3 separate regions of the Mus musculus genome follow, and regions 2 and 3 are each linked to region 1. A link is a contact called in public HiCAR-type and promoter capture Hi-C data. All regions are on one chromosome and are shown on one strand. Each heading gives the region's core, a stretch centred on a gene start, on an enhancer-like site or on the middle of the called end of the contact. The rest is flanking DNA. Distances are from core to core; before and after follow the strand shown. Region 1 holds the start of Stam (signal transducing adaptor molecule (SH3 domain and ITAM motif) 1). Region 2 overlaps Mrc1 (mannose receptor, C type 1). Region 3 holds the start of Mrc1 (mannose receptor, C type 1).

Region 1 (5,152 bases), core at 1,221-3,720:
TACTAAGCACTAAATCTCATAAGACTCTAAGAGAAGAAAGTCTTAATGGAGAAGAGCTGTTATTACTGCTCAGCATTTAGACACTGAAAAAAAGTGGGGGAGGGGACACTAAAAAGCTAAGCAGAAAACCAGAAAAGGGCTGATGACCTACAAACCTATGGATAAAGCACAGAAGAAAAATGTAAGACATCAATAAAAAACTGGATGAGGAACTGGCTGTTGGGATCGGTAAATACAAATCAGTAGGGACCTGATGGCACAAAGTATCTTTATAATTCAGAGTGATTTCTAAAAAAACATGTCTAACAGGCTTAACATAGTTTCAACTCAACAAGCACTTATTCAAAGCCAACTATGCAGCAGCCATCAAACAAGGAGCAAAATAAAGAACACATTGATATGTAATGTTTAAGACAAAAATGCTGAAATTTGTAGAACATGGGGAAGGTGAAAAATCACTGTATTTAAACAGCCCCCGAGACATTAAGTCATGTCTTTTAAAGTCATGACTGGCTGTGAGATGTTACTGGCATCCACTGAGTGAAGAGCAAATACAAAGTTAACAGCCTTCATGTATAGAGCATAACCTCCTTAAGGATTTTATCTATTCCAAACTGTCAGTAACACTGCTACTTATAAACTCCAGGTTGCAGGAATCAGCAAATAATTCAGGTACAACAAGTCAGACTCTAAGTTGACCTTAAAGCATGAGGACATATGTGTGGAAAGACACATGAAATAACAGAAACAAAAGTATAAAGGCAAGAAGGGGCCTGTGTTTGGACTGGGCGGTGTAGGTAGCAAGAACAGGTTTAACATCAAGAAATCCATCTGAATCCACTGCAAATGTGAGTTCAAAAAAAAAAAACAGAAAGAATACATATTAGGCCCTGGGTTCCATTTCCAATACCACAAAAAGGAACAAGCCAGGAGAATATAAGTGTGACTGATTAGCAGAAAGCAAGATCATATAGGATCACTATAGGTGCCAGGAACAGAGGCAGCAAATATTGTTTTATTATAAGCATTTGTCCTAAAGACTGATGTAACAAATTGTAAAACAGCCAAAGAGCCGCAATGAGATGGTCTTCATGGTTGCATTTCTTGTCAATGAACACTGTGTTCAGTAAGTACTGGTGCTAAGCACTTATTAAACACAATTTCCCAATTCATTACTTATTTAGCACTATTGATGATTTCTAAAGTTCCATCCACAGCTCAGATTCAGGACATTCAACTGAATCACTATGAACCAGGCAGGAAGCGGCAGTAATAGTACATTTTCTCCAGTTGGCAAAATGTAAAATTCACCTCTAATAAACAAAATTCATAAAGTAACTCTCACAAGTTATCCTTACATTCTTTTACTACAGTTATGCTTAAATTCAGCCTGTGGGACTGGATGGTATTGGTTCGCTTTCATTCCACACTATGCTGCCAGTGTAGTTCAATGTAATGCATTCAAAAACATCCCAAAATTCTTTCAAGAAATTCAAATCAGGTCTGAAAAATAGATAGCTAACCTGTTAAATTGGTATGCTTGGTACCTAATACCAATGATTCAGACAACAAAAAATTTAGCATTTCAGACCCCATCCTAGAATCAAAATCCTCTTCCACACTTCCCCAAAGGCAGAGGCCCAGCCTGAAAAAGGCATCCCAAAGGCTCATGTCTGCGTTTTCAGTTGTTGCCAAGTAATCCATCTCCATCTCTTCCAACATTTCAACCTACCAGTACGTAACCAGACCTCTCTCCTCCAGGGACCGTTATAGGGCTATTTAAAAAACCCTTTAAGTAACCTTACCTAAAACATTCTGCCAGTTCCATTGGGCCAGGCAAATACTTTGGCGATAGAGCATATAATCAATCTGCTTAAGCCAAGATACGTCTGTCCTTCGCTCTTCTCCCAGAAGCCATGCCCCAGCGGCAGATGGCTTCGTCGTCTGTTCCTCCCGAGGCAACCCTTTACCCCGAATCCCTTAAGCGATTCCTTCAAAGCTCCCCCTCCCCAAGTCCCTTACCAAGGCCCATTAGAGAGGTTCTAAGTCCCATTTCTTCCAAAGAGGATGCGCCAAGCGCTCAACCCTCTCCCAACTCTGAACGAAGGGGCCCCGGGAGAGAAGAACGTGGGCTCGGCCTCGGGAATCCAGAATGAACGAACGCAGTGGGACGGGAGTCGGCGCGGGCTCGCAGTCTCGGGGGGCACCCACGGGGGGCGGTGAAAACACTTACCAACATCCTGGTCGAAGGGGTTGGTGGCAAAGAGAGGCATGTCCGCTGCGTGCCGAGGTGTCCCCGGGGACTGCCCCTCGACCCCGCGGCACTCTAGGGGTGACGGAGAAAGGAGGCCCCTCAGGTACAAACACAGCAAGGGCGCCTGCCTGCCAGTGCAGGGTCCCTCTCAGCCCCTCCTCTCACCCACCCCAGCAACAGAGGCGGCGGCGGCGGCAACAGCCGAGAAGCGGAACAGGCCCCCGCGCGGGGCGTGTCGGGAATGTAGGCGACTTGAGCGCTGCCTGAACACTGCCCGCTCCGGGTCTGGCCAGAGCCCGCCGCCTCCGCCGAGGCCCACGCGATGAGCCGCCGCTGTCTCTTCCTCTGCTGAGTTCCCGCGTGCCCGTGGGGTTAGCGGCTAGGTTCTCGGCTTTTCCATGTCCCCGGGCGTCTCGGGAGGACGAGGTCCTTCAGGCGCACCGAGGCCGACTAAGAGCCTCTAGAGTGAATAAGAGACTGGGAGAGGGAGAGGGTTCAGTTTGGGTCCAGCCAAACCCTTAATTTTTAACTCCTTGGGTTTATTCGATGGGTTGTTGTGATGTTGCAATCCCTCTAGAAAGTCAGGCAGTCCTTTGGGTTACCCGAGGAAAATGTTGAGCGCGCTCGTCGAGGGTTCATGGAAGTTGCTGGGATTGGAGTCATGTGAGCTGGTGGAGCTGGCCTGAATCCCTTGGAGGGAGTGTCGAGGCGCACAGCCTCTCGAGAGGCTGAGGTAACGCTGGCTCATTCCCCAGCCTGAGATCAGAGGGAGCCTTCCTGGGTGTGGGCTCCGACTGACTAAACGTGCAGTCACTGAGTCCCTGAGAAGATTAGACCTTCTCAGCCTGAGATAAGCACGCACACCCAACGGCAGAAATTGAAAAAAAAAAAAAAACACACACACACACATGAAAAATGGAGCCAGACATTGATGAGGACTCTTGGCAACTTAAAATGTTGATTTGGTGATCTAATTTGTACATATGTATGTAACGCACGCCCCCTCCCCAGCTCCCAACACACACACACACATTGTCCTCTAAATCATGTGAAATCTAAAGAATCATCTCTTGGAAATATTACGTAAAGTTAGCAAGTCGGTCTTGCACATGCACTGAGATTCGGTAAAAAGTGCCCAAATAGGGACCCTTACAAAAAGGGAAGCTTATAAACATGTCAACAAGATTTGTATAACAGTACAAACAGCTTGCTTACTAAACAGTTAAAGTCGAATTTTGGAGGAAGAGGAGCAAACTAAAGCATCGGTTAACGTTTTCAGTCATTTAAAACTAAAAGAATCCAAGGGATGGGAAACAAAGTTGCCTGATGGGGTATAAATTACAGCATTCTTAAGAGAAAGGATGGGAAGTATATAGCCAGCTTTTGGAAATGTGCCTCTGGTTCCAGTTATTCTGAATTTTAAATCTTACAGTCTTTTAAAACATGAACCAAGATATTAATGGCAGCGTTGTTTACAATATCAAAGTTTTGATGACCGCTAAACTGTCCGACATTAAAGAGATTGGACAAACTCCTCTGTCTGTTTCCTCATAAATAAGAAACGGAAATGACAAACCATTGAAGATGAAATAAATTACTAGAAGCAAATCCCCTGTAATAGTGTCTAGCATATAGTAAGCACTCAAGTGGAATCAATAGTTATAATTGTACTTATTTGGCCATTGAAAGTAAGAGCATAGATGTGTATTTACATAGACATCTGAGTGGATAAGAGTTTAAAAGGCTTTAAAGACTGACTGAGGATGAGCCTCAGTGATGGGGTACTTGTTTAGAATGTGAGAGGCTCTGGGTTCTGACCTTGGCACTGAAAAAGAAAAAAAAAAAAGCCTTCAAATATATGTGAAAAAATTCTACAATTTTAAACAACCTGAACGAAAATATTTTCTGAGTAACTTAATGAGCATAATTTTTCTTTCAAAGGGGTGGAGTTAAAATATAAAAATGTGACAAATGTCAGACATTAACGCCACCATTTTCTTAAGATTTTTGAAGTGCTTTTGTGTCATTATGAGAAGTATAAAATCTTCCCACTATTGGTATGGGAAGCAGAGCATCGTCTCTCAATAGACTTTTCTCTTGATTACTGCGCTGACAGAATTAAGTGTCAACTTATCCATTTAAAATGATGGGCCAGTGCCTTAAGTACCTTATCATAATTGCCCTGACTCAGAGCCAGATGGTTATGAAAATATATTTGGGCATGCTTCTAATCCAGTAATAAAATCAAATTGTTAGGTTGTTACCTAGCAAAACACTACTTTTCAAATTTGAATCATCAATATGTGAAAATCAGAAATAACATATATTAGTATGGATAACATTAACCATGTATTCTGACATAGAAGAATGACTTTGCTATTGGGGATCTTTATTATGTAATATGCTATGAAATAGAGGTTTTAAAAATAAGAAATGTTATATGTACAAGAAAAGGCAAATATAAAAGGTGGCATGGCTTTGTATTTTGGGGTTAACTTGCCATATTACCTAAAATACTGAAATTACTCATTTTATTTTTAATAACAGTTTCTTAAAAGACATTTTAGAGACTTGATTTCACATTAAAATGTTTCTATAATATGTTTAATAAATTCCACAGTTAATTTTGAAATGTCATATCCCTTTAATTAAATTGATTTTTAAAACTGTTCTATATTATAAACAAAGATATCTGTGTGTAAAATGGAGTAGCTTCTGGAAATTTTTCTGTTATTATAATAACCCAAACTAATTAATACACTCAACCTATCTGTTAACTACTTTATATTACATACTGATTTTTCTAACATATAAATATGATATCATTCCTTCAAAACTCTTATATGATTTCTCAATCAGCCAATGAGTCAATAAATATTTATTAACTCCTTATACCTT
Region 2 (5,152 bases), core at 1,276-3,775, 220 kb before region 1:
TTCCAGCCTTTTATTCTGAGGTAGTGTCTATCTCTTTCTCTGAGATGTGTCTCCTGTAAATAGCAAAATGTTGGGTCTTTTTTGTGTAGCCAGTTTGTTAGTCTATGTCTTTTTATTGGGGAGTTGAGACCATTGATGTTAAGAGATATTAAGGAAAAGTAATTGTTGCTTCCTGTTATTTTTGTTGTTAAAGTTGGCATTCTGTTCTTGTGGATGTCTTCTTTTAGGTTTGTTGAGGCATTACCTTCTTGTTTTTTCTAGGGCGTTGTTCCCATTCTTGTATTGGTTTTTTTCTGTTATTATCCTTTGAAGGGCTGGATTCGTGGAGAGATAATGTGTGAATTTGGTTTTGTCATGGAATACTTTGGTTTCTCCATCTATGGTAATTGAGAGTTTGGCTGGGTATAGTAGCCTGGGCTGGAATTTGTGTTCTCTTAGTGTCTGTAAAACATCTGTCCAGGCTCTTCTGGCTTTCATAGTCTCTGGTGAAAAATCTGGTGTAATTCTGATAGGCTTGCCTTTGTATGTTACTTGACCTTTTTCCCTTACTGCTTTTAGTATTCTATCTTTATTTAGTGCATTTGTTGTTCTGATTATTATGTGTCGGGAGGAATTTCTTTTCTGGTCCAGTCTATTTGGAGTTCTGTAGGCTTCTTGTATGTTCATAGGTATCTCTTTCTTTATATTTGGGAAGTTTTCTTCAATAATTTTGTTGAAGATGTTTGCTGGTCCTTTGAGTTGAAAATCTTCATTCTCATCCACTCCTATTATCCGTAGGTTTGGTCTTCTCATTGTGTCCTGGATTTCCTGGATATTTTGAGTTAGGATCTTTTTGCATTTTCCATTTTCTTTGATTGTTGTGCCGATGTTCTCTATGGAATCTTCTGCACCTGAGATTCTCTCTTCCATCTCTTGTATTCTGTTGCTGATGCTCGAGTCTATGGTTCTAGATTTCTTCCCTAGGGTTTCTATCTCCAGTGTTGCCTCACTTTGAGTTTTCTTTATTGTGTCTACTTCCCTTTTTAGGTCTAGTATGGTTTTGTTCATTTCCATCACCTGTTTGTATGTTTTTTCCTCTTTTTCTGTAAGGACTTCTACCTGTTTGATTGTGTTTTCCTGTTTTTCTTTAAGGACTTGTAACTCTTTAGCAGTGCTCTCCTGTATTTCTTTAAGTGATTTATGAAAGTCCTTCTTGATGTCCTCTACCATCATCATGAGATATGCTTTTAAATCTAGGTCTAGGTTTTCGGGTGTGTTGGGGTGCCCTGGACTGGGTGAAGTGGGAGTGCTGGGTTCTGATGATGGTGAGTGGTCTTGGTTCCTGTTAGTAGGATTCCTACGTTTACCTTTCGCCATCTGGTAATCTCTGGAGTTAGTAGTTATAGTTGACTCTGTTTAGAGATTGTTCTTCTGGTGATTCTGTTACCGTCTCTCAGCAGACCTGGGAGACAGATTCTCTCCTCTGAGTTTCAGTGCTCAGAGCACTCTCTGCTGGCAAGCTCTCTTACAGGGAAGGTGCGCAGATATCTTGTTTTTGGACCTCCTCCTGGTCGAAGAAGAAGGCCCAAAACAGGGCCTCTCTCAGAAGCTGTGTTGCTTTGGCAGTTCCCAGAAGCTGTCAGCTTCTGTGGTGCAGACTCTCACCTGTGCAGACTAAATTCCTAAGTTCCAGGGAGTCCTGGAACCAAGATGGTGACCGCTGCTCCTGAGGCTGAGGCCGTCTCCCGAGCCAGGCGGACACCTGTCCTCTGGTCCGGACGGTGGCCGGCTGCCTGTGGCCCGCCAAGAGTGCTGCCTCAGCGGCTCTGTGCTTCTGCCCGTCCCAGAAGCTGTCCGGTTCTCTGGCGCACCCTCTAACCTGTTCAGACTAATTTCCTAAGTTCTGCTGAGTCCCGGAACCAAGATGGCGACCGCTGCTGCTGAGGCTGAGGCTGCCTCCCAAGCCAGGCGGACACCTGTCCTCTGGTCCGGATGGTGGCCGGTTGTCTGCGGCCCGCCCAGGCTGCTGCCTCAGCAGCTCTGTGCTTCCGCCCGTCCCAGAAGCTATCCGGTTCTCTGGTGCACCCTCTAACCTGTTCAGACTAATTTCCTAGGTCCCGCGGAGTCCCGGAACCCAGATGGCGACCGCTGCTGCTGAGGCTGAGGCCGCCTCCCAAGCCAGGTGGACACCTGTCCTCTGGTCCGGATGGTGGCCGGTTGTCTGCGGCCCGCCCAGGCTGCTGCCTCAGCAGCTCTGTGCTTCCGCCCGTCCCAGAAGCTGTCCGGTTCTCTGGCGCACCCTCTGACCTGTTCAGACTAATTTCCTAAGTTCTGCTGAGTCCCGGAACCAAGATGGCGACCTGTAACATATTTTCTATCTGCCAGAGTAAAACAAAGCTACTAACAACATAAAGAGGCCACAGTGAGTCACTGGCAGGCAGCAGGAGACTGTTTTTAAATTTAAATTCAAAAGGATACTAATCCAGAATGTGGAAACATGTGCATCCAGCCAGCAGAGGGCAGTACCGGGTCTCTTAACTGCAGAATGGGGGCAGCGGCCATGATTCCCCAACAGCAGAGGGCAATGTGGTTCCATCCTCTTATTGCTATGGCGTCAATATGTTTTAATTCAAGGGTCAGCTTGTTTCCTCGGTGTCATAACCCAGCTCCTCTGACCACAATGCCTAACCTGTCTTTGCTCTAATTTCCAAGATATCATAAATAATATCATGTGAGTCCCACAACACCACGGCCTTCCCTATACTGCTGGTTCTGTGTTATGGATATTAAAATATCAGGTTGAAGGGAGCTTGTACCTGTTTCAGGGATAAAATAGAAGGTCAGAGGGTGAAAGTTCCAGAAAGCAAAACTGCATTGCCTTTCTACAGCACTAAAGGGCAGGTCTCCCATTAGCCCCTGCAGCTGCAGTGGATGGCCAGAGTCCCGGCTGCTGATGGGAATGTTTTTAAGGACGTGACTCTAATCCAGGATTCTTGGTGGCCTTTTGATCTTCTGTTCCTTTGGAACACTTATCTGTTTCCAACGTCCCCATTCTTATCCTGTGAAATAAGGGCCCCACAGTTCCCTGATGCTGGTATTTTTGTTTGTTTGTGCCAATGGAGGAAACAAATTGGGGTATCAGAAGGCTAGCTCTGTAATGTAAGAAAAAGAGGGGACAGATTTGTACCTTTTTGTATCTGACAAATCCAGTTGTTGAGGTGTTCACAGTTGATATCATTCCAGGACATGCCAGGGTCACCTTTCAGCTCACCACAATATTCAACATTTTGGTAATTATTTGGTTCACCGTAAGCCCAATTTTCATAGGAAACCTATGGTGGAAACATCACACTTGATCTGAACCACAACACCAGGTTGCTATGCTGTGCTAGAAACACCACATTAGGCTGCAGATATACCACGTATACCACATTAGGCTGCAGATATACCACGTATACCACATTAGGCTGCAGATATACCACGAACACCACATTAGGCTGCAGATATTAACCACGTATACCACACCAGTGCAAATTCAAATTGGGAAAGGAAAAAGAGGGGCTGTTTGGATTCTTCATTCATTTGCTTTTTACTTTTAGCTATGGAAGCACATTTTATGGACATGGGTGAGAAAGAAACAGCTTTTATTACATGGAAACTTTTAAGCAGACTAGAGTAGGGAATTGGTTTTTATAACATTTCCTTTATTCCCATTAAATAGAATGAATCCAGGGCCACAAGCAATGGGATTTATATGTAGGAAAAAGTTAGCAAGAAACTTCCATATCTCAGTCGGTAGTCGCAATTTCCTAAATTTACAGCCTGTTCTTAAGGGATGATATTTCAGTAAGTTGTTGGAAGCTTTTCATCTATTACACAGGCTACAGAAAAATAATTAGAGAAGAAAAAGTCTTATAAAATGTGACTAACTGAACGACCAGCCTTTGCCAAAATGAACAATGGAAACAACTTGGGAATGTGGGTAGTTTTCAGTGATCAGAGTCTGAAGGGGTCTGGATTAAGAATTATGATCAGTTTTCCATAAACATGAAATCCAGACACCGATGCAGCCACCAAAGAAACCATGTCACTTAAACAAGTACCTTGGAAGATGCCTGTGGGTTCCAAGAGAAAATAGTGTTAATATCATAAAACATCCTTTCCCAGGATGACCAGGACTGCTAAATGTTGCTAGCAAAAGCCAGAGCTTCCCATTTCTCAAATTTGGAGAAGTCCATCTGACTCTAATGGCTACCAAAGTTGTGTCCAGTTTCACTGAACTAAAGGCACCTGCAAAAGAGCTTTGAAGATATTTAATCATCTACATGCTGGCTTTGTGTAGAATTGAGTCATTTGGTATAAACTGGGAGGCATGGTTTTTCATTCCTTAGGTTATTCTCATCCACAACTATGCTTAAAGTATGTGGAGGCCAGGGCTGGACAGTGTATACTAAACTTGTATTTATCTTACATAAAAATGTCTCCAACTGTCTTAATGACATATCTTGATAAAACACCAATAAGTCCAAATAATAATGCCAAAATAAATACACTACAGGGTAAAAAAGAGAGAGAGAGAGAGATTTAAAACTACTTACGGGAGAACCATCACTCCAGGTGAACCCCTCTGAAGGACTTCCATAGGTCAGTCCCAACCAAAACAGCTCATGGTAGCTTCCACTGCTCCTGCAACATAAAAAGAAAGAAGATACCTCATCCTGGAAGGTTTTCAGTCTTTCAAAGGACCATCAAGAGTTGATAGATCCCTCTGAAACACACATTAGATAATACACAAGCAAAGAGAATAACAATTAAATGTGTCCTACAAAATTTGCCTCTGATGGTTAATATTGATTTTACACTTGATGGGCTGTAGAATCATCTAGCAAACAAGTCTCTGGACACATCTCTGAAAAGTTATCTAGATTATGTTAGTCTTGACGAACACCTGTGAGGAATTATCTCGATTAGATTGAAGTGGGAATACCCACTCTAAAAGTAGGTGGCACCATTCCTTGGACTTGTGTCCAATACTAGCTAGCTAAGTACCCCTCTAATTTCCTGTTTCCTAATGCCAATCCAACTTTCATATTGCCAATGTAATGTAACCAGTGGGTCTTCTACTCCTATTACCATGCTCTCCCTGCCATAACAGATATGAACAACCTCTCGA
Region 3 (5,152 bases), core at 1,830-4,329, 160 kb before region 1:
TATAACCTATATACTAAATTTTAAATTTTCAGGCTGGCCAGATAGCTCAGTGTGTAAAACCACTTGCTCCCAAGCTTTAAGATCTGAGTTTGATCCCTGGGATCCCCAGGATGGAAGTAAGCAAATTGTGAAACTTGTCTTCTGATCTTCACATGAATGCCATGACAAGACCTGGCCCACACACAGACACAGACAGACGTAATACAAGAATTGAAAATGTAATAAAATATGTTTAACTAGAAATAATCTAACCTAGGTATCTGTCCCATGTAAATGAGAAAACGGGGTTTCCAACATGAAGTCTGAGAAAGCTGTGGGAAGGACCACAGTAGCAAACATGTAGAAGGATGGAGGATAAATTTGGTTTTCTCTTTGTTAAATTGAGTTCAAATAAGTTCAGCATTCATGTTGTAAGGGATGAATGTAAGGTGAAATCAGAGTTTGCAAGAGAGACTGTAAGAATGGATTCTACAATAGCCAAAGGACAATTGAAATAATTCTCTTCTGTGCATTAGATGAAGAAACCAAAATGGGATACACATCCAGGCAAATGCTCTGGCATGACATCAGTGTCAGAACCAAGGCTTAGCTACTTCCCATCTACTTTGAGCTCCCAACATGCTATAACAGGGATGATCTAAAGCTCTCACTTGGCTTGATATTATAGCAAGAAATCGGGGGGAGGAGGGAGGAGAGCCAGAGATGGAAGCGAGTGGTATCCTGGGTTGGCTTCCACCTGCTAAGCAATAACCTAAGCACTTAACTGCCCAAGCCTATTGACATCATCAGAATCCAAGATGGCACCTGTGCTAATGAGTCATGAGCCTGAGGTTTTCCCTCATAGCATGACTTCTTCTCCTTTCTTAGGAATGAACTTCGCATCATGTGACACCCTGCTTTGCTGTGTCCTAAGATATGGAAAAGTGCCCCGGTTGCCTTGTGGCACCAACCAAGTAGAGTCTGTTGCTTGCTTCCCTTTCCAACTCTGCTTACATGGCCTCAGAGTGGTAATTGGTAGTGAACCATGATGGGAATAAAAAAATCAGCAAATGCTATGAATCAGCTAGTCTTTTCTGTTTTGTTTTTTCCTACAAAAAAAATAAAATAAAAGTCATTTTGTCTACTAGCACACCATTGCCCATGAGCCAAACCCACCAAATTATATTTCTTTGCTTAGTCCACGGTCAGTGTCCAATGTCTCTCATTAATGATAATTCCCCACCTATATACTGATGCTTAAACACTGCCAATAATGCCTGAGAAGCAGGACAGCAGAGCAAGGAGGGCCAGGGAGCTCCTCTATTAACCTCTACAGACTCCAATCACAGCTAACCTATCAGTGACATCAGTGCCCCAGTGCATACAGTGACATTGGGCTGGAATGTTCCCTTGGGTTGTAGTATATCAGGTAGCAAAGGATCTTCTCATAGGTCTTGTGAGTTGATGGGGATCCAGGAAAGGCAGTCCTGAGAACTCAGGAGTCCTTTAATCAGCTGTTGACTAAGCAAATGTTCTGGCTTTATCCTTAGGGACTTGGGCTATTGAGACCAAGAGAAGATAAAATGAGCACAGCTGACCCTTAGACCAGAGGTGGCTCAGCAGATAAAGGTGCTGCCTGCCAGGCCTGACAACTTAGATTTGATCCCTGGGACCCACATGGTGGAATGTCTTCTGACGTCCACATGAACTTCTATGGCACACTCACACCAAAATGCAATAAGCATAATAAAACATTGTTTTGAAATAAATAAATGGTAAAAAGAGTCTGAGGGTGTGGATCTACCACAGATTACAAGTCTAGAATCCAACCCCCAGTGAGGAGCTGAGAAATCACAGGTTCTCAAGTAACACAAAGACATCTGGATCTGGAAGGGACTCTCCTGTGCCCATTTATATTCGCCTTTTACTCTCTAGAGAGAGCTGAAAGACCTCACATTTTGTGTCCCTGTAACTGGGTCCACCAAGTGACCCACAAGACCTCACACTCTGTCCCAGTATTTGTAGTCACGAAGAGAACGGCATTAGGGAGGCATCCTGCTGTCTCAAGGAGGGAAACATTCCTAAGAAAACTGAGAAAATCTTTATCATACAGTTCCCTAGAGAATTTCCTGGCATCAGCGTCACCACAGGACTTCGGCTAAGACCAAGGGTACGAACTGTGTCCAGCAGGCTTTAGTTGTCTGATGGAAGTGAAGGGTGTTGAAAAGCCAAAATAGTCTCGAAATAGACCTGGGAGTGCAAACTCTCCCAGTCCCTTCCATACTGGTGCTTAAGAATCCAGAGAAACGCTGACTCAGCAATGCCCTTGCGCATCTAAAGAGCCCTGATCTGTTCCTACGGACATATCAACCACTTTCAGACTTCAGCATCGAACACATCCACCTGTGAGACAATATGAACAATTCTGGAAGCAGAAAAGGGCGGACTTTCTAGCAATAGAAATTATGAATGAAACGGCTCACGGGAAAAGTCGAGTGTGAGAATCCCCGCGTCCTCTCCTTATCAATTTGCATCTAGGACGAGGGGCTGCAAGTTCCTCTTTCCCCACCCGAGATACTCAGCGCTATCTATTGGGAGTAGGATAGCAACGGCATAAACTGGAAACTAGAACTAGGGCAAGCAACAAAACAAGAAGGCATTGCACAAACCAGGTAGAAATACCCAGACATGATGTCCTCAGGAGGACGGAGGTGCTGGGGGGCTTCATCTTGGACAACATCTAACAACAGAGAGCAACAGCATCGCCTGACTCTAGCTCAACTCCCACCCTGGTGTGTTCAGGTCAAAGCCAAGTGCAAGCTTGATGAAGGTCAGGTAAAAACACAGATCGCTCAATTCCTCTTCCAGATGTACACAGGACTTTTAGCATAAACTTCAAACAAAATGGTATGCAAAGCCCCCACCTCAAAACAGACTTACCCAATAGCTGAACAGAGACAGGGATGACAGAGATAAAAGCCAGAAGCAGGAGAAGCCTCATGGCCCAGAGTGGATCTTCCAATGAGGGAGAAGAGGGAGACTGGGAAAGGCAAAGAATACAACCAGGTCCCCAGGTTGCCCCTTTGCTCAGTCCAAGGTCTGGGAGCTGCCTGACTGAAAAGGAGGACAGAGGAAGCTGTCCCTTTTAAAGGACTCCTGAATTTAGGAAAACCCTCCAATTGAGAGATATCCTGTCACATGGGGGCGGTTAGAAAAACAGGAATTCAAAGTTACAACTTTGCTTCGTAAGCTAAGGCACAGGAGGAAGGGGAGAGAGGAACATGTGTAGGAGAGGAGAAAACGCAGGAAGTGGGGAGAAGTGAGGACCCAGGCCATGAGCAGCAGGGAGAGGCAGCCCTGCTGAGCTCTCCACAGGTGCTGGGCAGTAACCAAACGGAGGCCATTATCTGGGTGGGAAAAAGTCTCCAGGAGGCAGCTGTGGAGGCTCTCACCCACAATTCTACAGTCAGAAAGGGAGGACACTCGCTGGAAAGCATCAGAAGCTCTTCCTGCTCAGGCTTAGAGCCCGAGCACCAACACACACACACACACACACACACACACACACACACACACACACACACACTCCTTGGAAAGGATCAAAGGTATGGTTCACGTAGAGTTTTGCCCCTGTCTCTAGAAGGAAAATGACAGAAGTTAATTTTAAGACAACCTCAATGAAGCCCAGGGATAGAAAGTTCTAGCAGCTTTCCTTAGAAAGCCAGAGGAAATAGTGGCAATAGCTTTGTTGTCGGTTCGCTGCCAGGCCTCAACCATTACAGTCCTCAGAGTTTGAAAAAGGGAAGACCTCTCTCTCTCTCTTGCAAAAGAAAGCCTGGCTTGAGTCCAAAAGTTGCTTGTTGATTCGATGACAGTGGGGTTTCGTCTTCATGATTTTGCAGGGTCGTTCACAAAGCACCACACAACCCACCTAAACACTGATTTTTTTTTTCCAGACGTTCAACAAGAATTAAGAATATTTAGAAATGGATATTTGTGGTTAGTCAGGGAAGACCTGAAACTGGAGCGTGGGAAATGTCATCGTTTCAAAAAGAAGCTCTGGAAACACTGGCGACTTAGAAGTTGTAAACAGATGGTTTACCTTCAAGTGAAAAGCTGTTCAGACCCATCCACGCTGAGGCAGGTACACACTCATTTCCCAATAAGCTGTGGTTTCTCTCAAGAATTTTCTTTTTAAAAAGCCTAAATTAGGAAGATTCTGAGAAGGGACCCACCGTTCTTTTTCATTCTATCAAGGCTTAACTGACAAAGAAAATTCTCCCACAACTGGTGAGAGGCTGCAAACGTTTCCTTTTCAATCACTGCGTAACTGACTTATCACAGGAACACCGAAACAGTCTTGCGTTTGTAGCGCAGGCTGGCCTTGAATTCTTGGTTCCTCTGTTTTGACTTTCTGAGAGCTGGGATTATAAGTGTGTCCCATCATGCTTGCTGACCAAAAAATGTTTTAATTGGTCTTTTAAATGCAAGCCATTCAAATTGTTTTGCCTAATTGGGGTTTGCTTTGACTTATTTGAAGAGGAAAAAAAAGAGTTAACTGAATTGCAGGCATCTGTATATCCATGGTTTTATTATGTCAACGTGTCTTACATGCACAGGAATAAAATCAGAATCAGTAACGAGACGCTGGATGTGATATAAAGTGAAGTCCAACATCCCACAAAGGATTTGTCTCCATCATTTTTATCTTATTGGAAGATTTTATCAGGTTAGGAGGGGTGAGCAAGTCAACACAAATCTGTAATTTCAGGTAACGGAGGAAGAGGAATTTCCATAGGCCTTAAAACAATCTTTGTATTGCCAGGAACTGTGGGAAAATAGCACGTTTTTCACTTCTGGTGTCTCTTCAAATCCTTGAAGCATCCATTTCAGAGCTCGGGTTTTTTTTTTTTAATTATTTTATTTATTTCCATTTCAAACATTGCTCCCTCCCTGTCCTCCCTCCAAGAGTTCTTCACCCCATACCCTTTGCCTCTGAGAGGGTGCTCCCCCACCACCCCCATCACCCTACCCCCACCCCAACTCTCCCACCTCACCTCCCCCCACATTCCCCTTCCCTGGGGCATCAAGTCTCTACAGGATTAAGACCATCCTCTCCCACTGAGGTCATATAAGGCAGTCAGGCCTCTGCTACATATGTGCCAGGGGCCAC

What was found. Promoter capture Hi-C pulls out the DNA fragments that hold promoters and counts their contacts. HiCAR-type assays count read pairs that join an accessible place to other places.
Region 2: a HiCAR-type map of embryonic stem cells shows a contact between it and region 1, with 4 times the contacts expected there. The contact joins the enhancer-like site here to the promoter of Stam in region 1. A contact is called at or near these places in 5 of 39 promoter capture datasets (the 3T3-L1 cell line, the C10 cell line, embryonic stem cells and 2 more), 4 of 115 datasets of contacts at active chromatin or transcription factors (cardiomyocytes, embryonic stem cells, extraembryonic endoderm stem cells and 1 more) and 1 of 9 other capture datasets (pancreatic islet).
Region 3: a contact with region 1 is called in a promoter capture Hi-C map of macrophages, with 6 read pairs. The contact joins the promoter of Mrc1 here to the promoter of Stam in region 1. A contact is called at or near these places in 2 of 39 promoter capture datasets (macrophages and pre-B cells) and 3 of 9 other capture datasets (adipose tissue, liver and pancreatic islet).

The regions. Positions count from the first base shown.
Region 1 is chr2:14,071,418-14,076,569 of GRCm38.p6, reverse strand. It overlaps Stam (signal transducing adaptor molecule (SH3 domain and ITAM motif) 1), which reads right to left and starts at 2,470. Exons shown (of 14, transcript NM_011484.3): 1 at 2,234-2,470. The coding sequence starts at 2,273. It overlaps Stamos (signal transducing adaptor molecule (SH3 domain and ITAM motif) 1, opposite strand), which reads left to right and starts at 2,636. Exons shown (of 2, transcript NR_038162.1): 1 at 2,636-2,987.
Region 2 is chr2:14,292,959-14,298,110 of GRCm38.p6, reverse strand. It overlaps Mrc1 (mannose receptor, C type 1), which reads right to left. Exons shown (of 30, transcript NM_008625.2): 14 at 4,578-4,665; 15 at 3,167-3,311. Among named protein-coding and RNA genes, the nearest start is that of Mir511, 35 kb to the right of the region's middle. Within about 2 kb of position 2,525, at least 15 of the 459 cell types and tissues checked have an H3K27ac peak or open chromatin away from gene starts, as enhancers often do. A contact at or near this core is called in embryonic stem cells, where this site is marked.
Region 3 is chr2:14,227,341-14,232,492 of GRCm38.p6, reverse strand. It overlaps Mrc1 (mannose receptor, C type 1), which reads right to left and starts at 3,079. Exons shown (of 30, transcript NM_008625.2): 1 at 2,920-3,079. The coding sequence starts at 2,980.